Linked DNA regions of Cricetulus griseus: region 1 is linked to region 2. The links are chromatin contacts, called in public Hi-C maps. All regions are on one chromosome and are shown on one strand. Each heading gives the region's core, a stretch centred on a gene start, on an enhancer-like site or on the middle of the called end of the contact. The rest is flanking DNA. Distances are from core to core; before and after follow the strand shown.

Region 1 (4,520 bases), core at 237-2,736, 120 kb after region 2:
AGATGGTTGTAGGCCACCATGTGGTTGCTGGGATTGAACTCAGGACTCTGGAAGAGCAGCCAGTGCTCTTAACCTCTGAGCCATCTCTCCAGCCCTCTCCTTTACATCTTTAATAAAAATCTCAACCCCTCAGGAGCAGTCATGTCCTCCTTTTATTTTTTTTTTTTTTTTTTTTTTTTCATTCAGACAGGACCCTGCATGTGCAGCTGGAGATGCAAAGGCTTCGCCTGGCAACACATTTAGGAGGTCCTCAGGTCCCAGCTGTCTGATCTCACTGAAGGCTTGTCTAGTTCAGTATTCCCAGCTTGCCTGGTCATAACTTCCACATGTGGTTCTTGTAATGCTACAAATCCCTGGGCCCTTGGCAATTTCCATTCAGATCTGAGGTTGGCCTCAGGAACCACAAGCTCCCCTGGGGATAGTTCTCTGGGGTAGGTAAAGGGCAGTTTGCCCCTGAGCTTATCTTTGCCTGGGCCTTATACAATGCCAGAGAAGTGTGAGGCATCAGCTACTGCTAGCAAAGTGCACCTCGGTGACTCCCATCCCCAGGCCATGGAGGTGATACAGCCCCATGTCACCTCTGCTAGGTAAAAACAGGTAAAGGGATTTCTCTGAGCACACAAAACATGTGACAATCAGAGGGAATAACCGTTGTGCAACTGCTTAGAAATCTCAAAGTATTTGAGATTTCTCAAAGCAAATGTTTGTGGTTGTATTGACCAGCCTCTTACTAGATAAAAATGTGTTCGTATTTCACAAGTATGTGTCACTCAGATACCAAATGAGGTTGTTTTCTGGTCCTACTCAGAGGTCACCAAACTTTCTGGGACTAAGCATGGTACTTAAGTAAGCCTGAGAGAAAAGCAACCCTGAAGGACAGAACAAGATCATCTAGAAGTGGCAGCTTGCTGTCTCCTCCTTGAACCCTTCTTCCAAAGCCACGCTTTTCCTAAGGCCACCTTGCTTTAGTCCTGGCTGTCTTTTGTGACTCCCTCTTCCAGGTAGCCTTCCCTGACTGCAGTTGGTATAGCTTCTTCTGATGCTATTACTCTCCTCACTTGGTAGCACCCACCTCAAATAATGTCTCATGCCTCCTCATGTGGGTTGGGAGCTCATTCACACACACATTCCTGTTTCCTTCAGGACCCCCAGTCATTATCATAGGTCAGGATGTCAAATTGGAGCTATTGTTTTCCCCAAATTACCTGAGAGTAATCAGAGATAGGTATCAGATACGGGCTTTCCCATAAAAATTTGTTCTAGGAGCACATTGGCCTTCGAACTGGGAAGCTCTGTTTGTGTGTGTCTATTTGCTTAGCTAACCTTGAATTTGATCTGTAGTCCAGGCTGACCGTGAGTGAGTTTGTATCACCCTGCCTCAGCTCCGCAATCTCTTTGGGGAAGAACTGTCTGGCCATGCCTCCAGAACTAGATTCCCAGTCAGTACCTTTAGCTTGTACTGTGCACTCAGCCACCCAAGCCTGTTAAATACCAACCTGCTTCCAAAGGCCACATTGCTTGGAGATCTCACTGACGTCAAGGCCAAGTGTCTGTGGTGCTTGCCAAGTTCAGGTGATTCTGAGCTTAACATCACCACAGACTAGTTAAATTTGAATCTCCATGTAGGGGTTGGTACCCAGGGTTAAGCACTAAGCACATACTAAACCAATGATCTACAACTGGGCTACGCCCCAGCTCTTGTTTTTTGTTTGTTTTTATTTTCAAGACAGGGTTTCTCTGTATAGCCCTGGCTGTCCAGGGACTCACTGTGTAGACCAGAGACCAGGCTGGCCTTGAACTCACAGAGATCCACCTGCCTCTGCCTCCAAGTGCTGGGATTAAAGGCGTAACCCCCATGTGGATCCCAGCTCTTTTTTTTTTTTTTTTTTCCAAGAGATGTCTAATGTGCACAGTTGAAAAAAAAATCTCTGCTTTGGTGGGGTCCTATCCAAATGGAAATAAGTGAATGAATAAACAGAACAATCTCACTGGCTAGCTTCAGTTAACCTTGATCTCTGTTTACAGATATAGGTAAGTGGTTTGGTGCAAGCAGGCTTAGAAAGGAGCCTAGGGACCTGGGTGTAGCTCAGAGGGGAGAACACTTGCCTGTCTTATACAAGGCCCTGGGCTCCAGCTCCAGCTCTTCAAAGGAAAAAAAAAAAAAAAGTTGAAAGTGAACCAAGATGAGGACCAGTCTCAGAGCTGACACCCCAGGCATTTGGACAAGCAGACTTAGAGGCTGGGACATGCAGCTTCGGGGGAAGGGCTGCCAGCACAGAGGGCTATGTAGTAGTGACATCAGGTGACAGACAGCAGGGACAAGGAGGCTGCTGGAACTGAAGCTACAGGGAACAAACTGTGCATGTTTCCCAGTCCAGGGAAGGAGTCAGACGTAGGGACAGAGCCTGGGGGTGTGAAGGGGAGTGGCAGTGACAGGCCCAGATGATTGTAGAAGCCTGGGAAAGAGCAGAACAGAAAGGAAGGTCACTGACCCCTGTTAGAGGATGACCAGAGGTGACCTTATCTGGGCAGAGCTACTGATAGTAGTTGAGACTTTGCTGATAAAGCTAGTTGTTAAATTGTACTGATGGGCCGGGCGTTGGTGGCTCACGCCTTTAATCCCAGCACTCGGGAGGCAAAGGCAGGTGGATCTCTGTGAGTTCAAGGCCAGCCTGGTCTACAAGAGCGAGTGCCAGGATAGGTTCCAAAGCCACAGAGAAACCCTGTCTTGAAAAAACAAAAACAAAAAAAACAAAAAAAACAACAACAAAATTGTACTGATGGACCGTGGGGGCACATGGCAGATTCTTAGAAAGCATGGGGGGCAGCAGGCAGAGTGCTTAAAACACAGAGCCCCCAGCAACATCCCCAGATCCTGTTGTGGAATAATCTTGTTGTACACTAAATATGTGTCACTCTGACTAGTTTAATAAAAAGCCGAATAGCCAATAGCTAGGGAGGATTTTCAGGGCAGAGAGAACTCCAGGAAGGGTAGAGATGCCATGAGACACAGCTAGCAGGATGGGCACTACAGAGATGAAGTAATAAAGCCACAAGGCAGAAAGTAAATTAATAGAAATGGGTTAATTTAAGTTCTAAGAGCTAGTTAGGAACAAGCCTAAGCCAAGCTTTCTTAGAATGTCTCTGTGTTGTTTATTTGGGAGCTGACTGGTGGGACAGAAAAATCTACTGACAACATACCTTTTCCCCCAAGACCCAGATTCTAAATATGCTGGGGCAAGCATGCTTCCACCAAGTTAGCCTCCAGTCCCTTAGAGGCTCTATACCTCTAAAACCTCTGCTCTATACCACCATTTTATTTTGGCAAACATAGTCTCCCCTTTGGCATCAGAAAGTTCAGTCCTTGTGATTTGGCTGTGGGAAAGAGACACCTTTATGAGTGACCATTAACATCTGACCTCTCTGTGTTTGGGAAGTGGCAGACAAGAGGCCTAAGGTGATCAGGGAAAGCCACCAGTGGAGCAGGCAATAGGCCCTTGCCAAGCTATCATGTTTGGAGAAACTTTGATGGTGACTGTTATGTTTTTGAAGAAAAAGAGGAAAAGAGGCAGATGATGAAACATGTTGACTAGTTTATTATAAGGACCTGGCAGAGTAGGGAGACTAAGAGAAAAGAGGAACAGGGGTAATGGCTGACCACCATGGCCGGTCACCATAGAGAGGCAGAGAGATCGCGTAGGTGGGAGAAGAGAGAGTGAAGCAAAAGCAGAAAGAGAGAGAGCAAGAGTGTAAAGAGCGAGCAGCAGGGAAATTGGGACTTTTAAAGGGAAGACTGTGCATGAGCACTGAGGTTCCACGCATGCCCAGAGTCCTCACACAGGCCATAAGGTGTGGAGGGTGACATGACGATGACGTAGTATGTTTTCCTGTGCGTGCCCTGACTGTTGTCGGGGGTGGAGGGGGGGGGGGTCTGTCTCTTAAAGAGATATTGCCGAACAGCATTAAAGCCTGAACCTTTCAGTGACAAAGACAAACAAGTTTGTAGAACACAGGGATTTGCAAACCATGGGAAATTGCATAGGGCGACATCCTAGGAATAAGATCAGTGGCAAGGCAGAGGAACCAGATGGTGGACTGTCCTGTATGCCAAGTTAAGTAAGGAGTGTGGATTGACTGGGAAGACTCCTAAGCTGAGGAGTGGCGTGAAAACACCTGGGCTACATGTCTGATAGTTTCTTGTGGAGGCTGCAGGGATGCAGACAGCTTGAGGATCTGAACAGAAGAAAGAAGAGTGAAGAATGGGGGCTGAAATGGAAATCTAGCCTTATGATGAATTCTGAATTTAAAATCAGGGATTTTTGATCTTTAACAGATAGGCAAGAACAGTGAGTAAAGTTCCCGGAGGCTCCTGACCAGACACTAGAGGTCTGTAGTGGGTCCTATAGCACAATGGGAACATGCTGGCTGCTCTCCAGACGTTCTGATGATTTGGGATTTTCACTCTTTTGAATCAGTTACATCCTAACTATATGTTTAATTTCAATCTTTCCCTTTTCTTT
Region 2 (4,739 bases), core at 220-2,719:
CTTCTGGGACCTCTCCCTGTGCTGCAGACACCACACATGCAACCTTGTGGTGTGTGCACACTTTAGGCCTATTTCCTAGGGATAGCCCCGCAGGAAAGAAGTGGTCATTTTATCTGAGATTGTTGGGGTGTAGGTAACATAGTTGGGTTTGGAAAATTCAAGTAGCCATAGGGAATGAGAAAGGCAAATAGAGAGGGGAGGGGGGTCTCAGGCCTGAGTCTGTGTAGGTCACAGGGAGAGCTTGGAAGAGATGACACTGTGGCCCATCGGGTTCTAAAGTTTCAGGATGAGAGCCTGACTTCTAGCTCCAGCACATTGTTGGATCTGCTGCCTGCTTTAATAGGTTACTACTCCTACAGGACACAGGCCAAACAGTGTGCCAAACTCATAATATACAGATGAAGATGGAGAATGGATACACTTTCTACTCTGGCAAATCAGCATTCATATGAAATATCTCAGCTCCCCAGGTACTCACATCTTAGCCTTAAGCTATATTGGGTGGTGGTGGGAGGAGGGGTGCCTAGCCATATTCCAAATAGAATTAAGGTCTAGAAGGCAGGTGCCTTATTTCCAGGCAAGATTCTTGGTCTTGACAAGGACCAAGAGCGTAGACTCTAAGAAAAGCTACCCCACTTTGGTCTCGGTTCCTCACAGTTGGGTAATAACCACATTGTTTTAAGTCACATCATAACGGAGCTACCAGATCCTAGGGCTGATACTCAAATCTACTCGTGTGATCTACGTCGGGCCTCAGTTTCTCCATCTGTAAAATCGTCCCTGGATTAAATAGAGCCTCACCAGTTCCTACTACCTTAAGCATTAAATGTTTACATAGCTGGTTCCACTAGGTTGGCAGTGAATAGGGTTAAAGCCCCACTTCCTCCAAGGTGAAAAGGTAAGTAAACATTTCGACCTCCCCTTAGCCTTGCTCCGGGATTGGTGCCCCGCCGGGTCCCAGCCGCCTATCGCGTCCGCATCCGTCATCTGGATTGCTAATACAATCATTAGCATAAAGAATCTTTCCAAGACCTGGCACCGGAAAACCTGAACCGGAGTCTCTGTCCCTTTAAAGAGAAAAGGGACCCGTACTCTCTCGTTGAGGGCATCTCCTCCGCACCATCCTCTTGATCAACTAGAGAGGTCGTGTGTTAAGTCTACCCATCCAACTACCCGGACGGTGGTCATCTATTCCAGGGGTGCACGACGCACGGGCCCCCGGGAACTGAGCACACAGTTTTGGACTCCGAGCGTCGCAGTGTCAGTCGGAGGGAGGCAGAGCTGGCCCCGCAGCAGGACGAGAAAGCCCTTCTGCACGACCCCGGGGCTGGCGCCCAGGCGGCCGCGGGAGGTGGCTCGTGTTGCAGGGGGGAGGTTCCCGGTCGCACGCGGGGGGCGGGGACTTGGTGGAAGGGGCGGGGCCTACAGGGCAGGGCCGCGGCGCAGGGCGGGCTCTGGCGGCCGAGTGTCACACACGCGGCGGCTCGGGAGGCGGCGGCAGAGGCAGCGGCAGCGGTAGCGGCAGGCGCCGCCGGGGGGCAGGGGCGCGCGGGCTCCGCCGGGCACGGGCCGCCTCCCTCCGTCGTTCGCTTGCTCTCCGACCCGCGGCGGGGCCGGGCTTGCCTCGGCGTACTGGAGAAGCCCGCAGCCGACCGCGGCTCGCACGGGGCAGGGGCGCGCTCCGCCGAGGGGCGCGCTCGGTGCGGGTGTGAGCGGCGGGGGGCGCCCGGCCTTCCGCTCTTTGAGGCCGGGGGCCCCTATGAGACGCGCCCGTAACGGGCGCGAGATCCGAAGCTCGGGCGGCGCGCAGCGCGGGCGGAGGGCTGTGCGGCAGCAGCAGGAGCCTGGTGGCGGCCAGCAGGAGGCGGCGGCTGCGAGAACTTGAACTTGGCGACCGGTACCCCGCACGCCCCCCACCGGGGCCGGGGCGTTGCGGGACTGGGCGGCAGCGCTGCCCCCCGAATGGCCTCGGCGGCGGACGGGGCTCGCGCGCCGCGGCCCTAGGCGGCCTCTCGCCATGGCCAAGTGGCTGAACAAGTACTTCAGCTTGGGCAACAGCAAGACCAAGAGTCCGCCGCAGCCGCCGAGGCCCGACTACCGCGAGCAGCGGCGCCGGGGCGAGCGGCGCGAGCAGCCCCCGCAGGCCGTGCCGCAGGCCTGCTCGGCTTCCTCGGCGTCCTGTGGGTCGGCCGCCGCCTGCTTCTCGGCCTCGTCGGGCTCGCTGCCCGACGACAGCGGCAGCACGAGTGACCTCATCCGCGCCTACCGCGCGCAGAAGGAGCGCGACTTCGAGGACCCGTACAACGGGCCGGGCTCGTCGCTTCGCAAACTGCGTGCCATGTGCCGCCTGGACTATTGCGGCGGCGGCGGCGGCGGTGGCGGGGAGCCCGGCGGGAGCCAGCGCGCTTTCTCGGCGGCGGCTGGCGCTGCGGGTTGCTGCTGCGCGTCGTCGGGGGCGGGGGCCGCCGCGTCCTCGTCCTCATCCTCCGGCTCCCCGCACCTCTACCGCAGCAGCAGCGAGCGGCGGCCCGCCACGCCAGCCGAGGTGCGCTACATCTCCCCTAAGCACCGGCTCATCAAAGTGGAGAGTGCGGGTGCTGCGGGGGATCCCCCGGGAAGCGTGTGTTCGGGCGGCCGCACCTGGAGCCCTACGACCTGCGGGGGCAAAAAGCTGCTCAACAAGTGCGCCGCCGAGGAGACCGGAGCTGCCCAGAAAGACAAGGTAAGACCCAAAGCTACTGGTGCGCATGGGAAACTGAGGCACAGCCACGTTAACCGGCGCTGCCAGTCAACTTTGCTCTGGCACTCTGGAGTCTAGGCTGCGGCGCGCCTTCTGGACTCTGTCTTTGGCTTCTGCTCCCCAAACGCCTCCTTACCGAACCCACAGCCTAAGCGAGAGCACCCCGCCTAGCTTTACCCAGAAGACAGACTCAGCCAGCCCTTCCGGCTCCCCCACTGAAGTCATCTTCGCCGGGCCTAAAAGCATTTGCTCTTGTTTACCCTGGGATTGTGTGGTGGTCCCCCTTCCAGTTGTAGATGGGAACTGAGGTCCAGACCGGGAAAGGGACTCTCCGGGTCATAGTTTTTCCTTAACTAGCTGTCCCTGAATGTGTACATGCAAATGCCTCTAAACCTCGCACTCTGCGTGCCAGGTTTCCGAAATCAAGCGGCCTGTTGTACTGGAGCGGTATTGGGAACCCCCACGCAGGCTTTTCCGGTCTAAATGTCCGTCCTCCCAGAGAACTCACCGATCTGGCACTTCCTACCTCCTCTCCCCAGCTCCGGAGGCGGTCTGCTAAAAGGAGACCCACCTCTGCCCACCCCATCCTCTTTCCTGAATCCATCCCTATGGGGATGAGAGGCCTTTGTAGCAACCCCCTGCCAATCAAGCCATCTAGTCGTCCCCTTCTTTGTAGCAAGAGAGTTAATTACAGCCAGGCCCCCTCTACTCTCTCTCTTCGCACTCCGGAGTTGCCCTCCCTTCCCCCATGAAATACTTGTTCTGTCTACTTCTAGTGGAGGCAGTGTTTTGATTAAATCCGAGGCCCAGTGAGAGATCTCGATCCTTAGGGCAGGGTTGCCTGGCTGTCAGGCCGCTGCTGTGGGTTCTCCCCCACATTCTTCTTGCAAGCTCAAACTTTTGCCCGGACTGATAGAGACTGGATATCCAAACGGAGACATTTTCTATCTGTCAGCTGGTGCTTGGCAAGGCTTCTTTTTATTTTATGGGAGAGATGAGTAAGGGGATGGCCTCCTTTAATTTTCCTGCTTGGTTTTCTCCCTGGGGTCATCCTCTCCTGCTTTGTCTGTCCAGGATGGATGCGTGCAGTCTGAAGGAGCCTAGTGCTCTCTGGAACGGTGTGGGCATGTCTTGGAAGCTTGTACTCTGGGCTTCCCAGGCATCCGAGATGCCACACTTGCATGACAGCTAGCTGGAAACCCTGGTGACTGCACACCCACCAAGGGGGCAAGAGAGATGTCCTTGATGAGAGAGCTTCGTGCTGTTGAGGCTTGTTGATATTTTAGGGGGAAAAAAAACAAAAATCAAAACAGAGGCTCCTTCCTGCAGCTTCATATGTGGTCAAACTTGGTTTAGTGTGCTCACTGGGAGGACTTGGAGCTTTTGCATATGAAAGTTAGGAGAACGCTTCCCAGAGAGATTTGCAGCGCACTGGACTCCCTTGGCCCCATTGTTGCCCAAGACCACCCCCCAGGGGCAGACTTTCTTTGTCCTACCGCTAGTGGTTCAGCCTGCTCACTGAAGTCTTTTATTTATTTATTTATTTGTTTTACTTTTTTGTGGCTTTCAAAACTGTAGTAAACATCTTTTTTCCAAATTAGAGTTAACATTTTGAAATGCTTGGTAATCGTACTTTGTAGCTGTAATGTCAGTTGTGTCTAAGACTTGGCTGCAATGTCACCAGGTATTTCCCATGGGTCTTAGCTCTCCTCTACCAGGTGCTGGAATACCTGTGGTGTCGGTTATTGAGTACTGTGACAGAGGCCACCCTGGGATGGGGCCTGGTGTTAAATGGGGGCTCTGGAAGGGCACCTCTGAGGGAAGACCATTGTTAAGCTGGAGCCAGTAGGGATCGTGTGTGGCTGGTGAAGTGTCTTATGTTTTACAGAACTGCAGGTAAAGTCTTTTGTGGCTGGGACAGAGAGGTTAGAGTTGAATAGGACCCTAGTGTGGCTGCTGGGCCTGCCTGCTCAGGACTTGTAAACTGAGTTGTATGGTG

What was found. Hi-C and Micro-C count contacts between places; a contact is called where the count stands out from the background.
Region 1: a Hi-C map of the CHK-Q cell line shows a contact between it and region 2, with 4 times the contacts expected there. The contact joins the enhancer-like site here to the promoter of Shb in region 2. A contact is called at or near these places in 5 of 8 Hi-C or Micro-C datasets (the CHK-Q cell line, the CHL-YN cell line, the CHO-K1 cell line and 2 more).

The regions. Positions count from the first base shown.
Region 1 is chr2:98,040,100-98,044,619 of CriGri-PICRH-1.0, forward strand. No RefSeq gene overlaps it. Among named protein-coding and RNA genes, the nearest start is that of Dcaf10, 69 kb to the right of the region's middle. Within about 2 kb of position 1,487, at least 1 of the 6 cell types and tissues checked has open chromatin away from gene starts, as enhancers often do.
Region 2 is chr2:97,916,062-97,920,800 of CriGri-PICRH-1.0, forward strand. It overlaps Shb (SH2 domain-containing adapter protein B), which reads left to right and starts at 1,470. Exons shown (of 6, transcript XM_027403172.2): 1 at 1,470-2,722. The coding sequence starts at 2,018.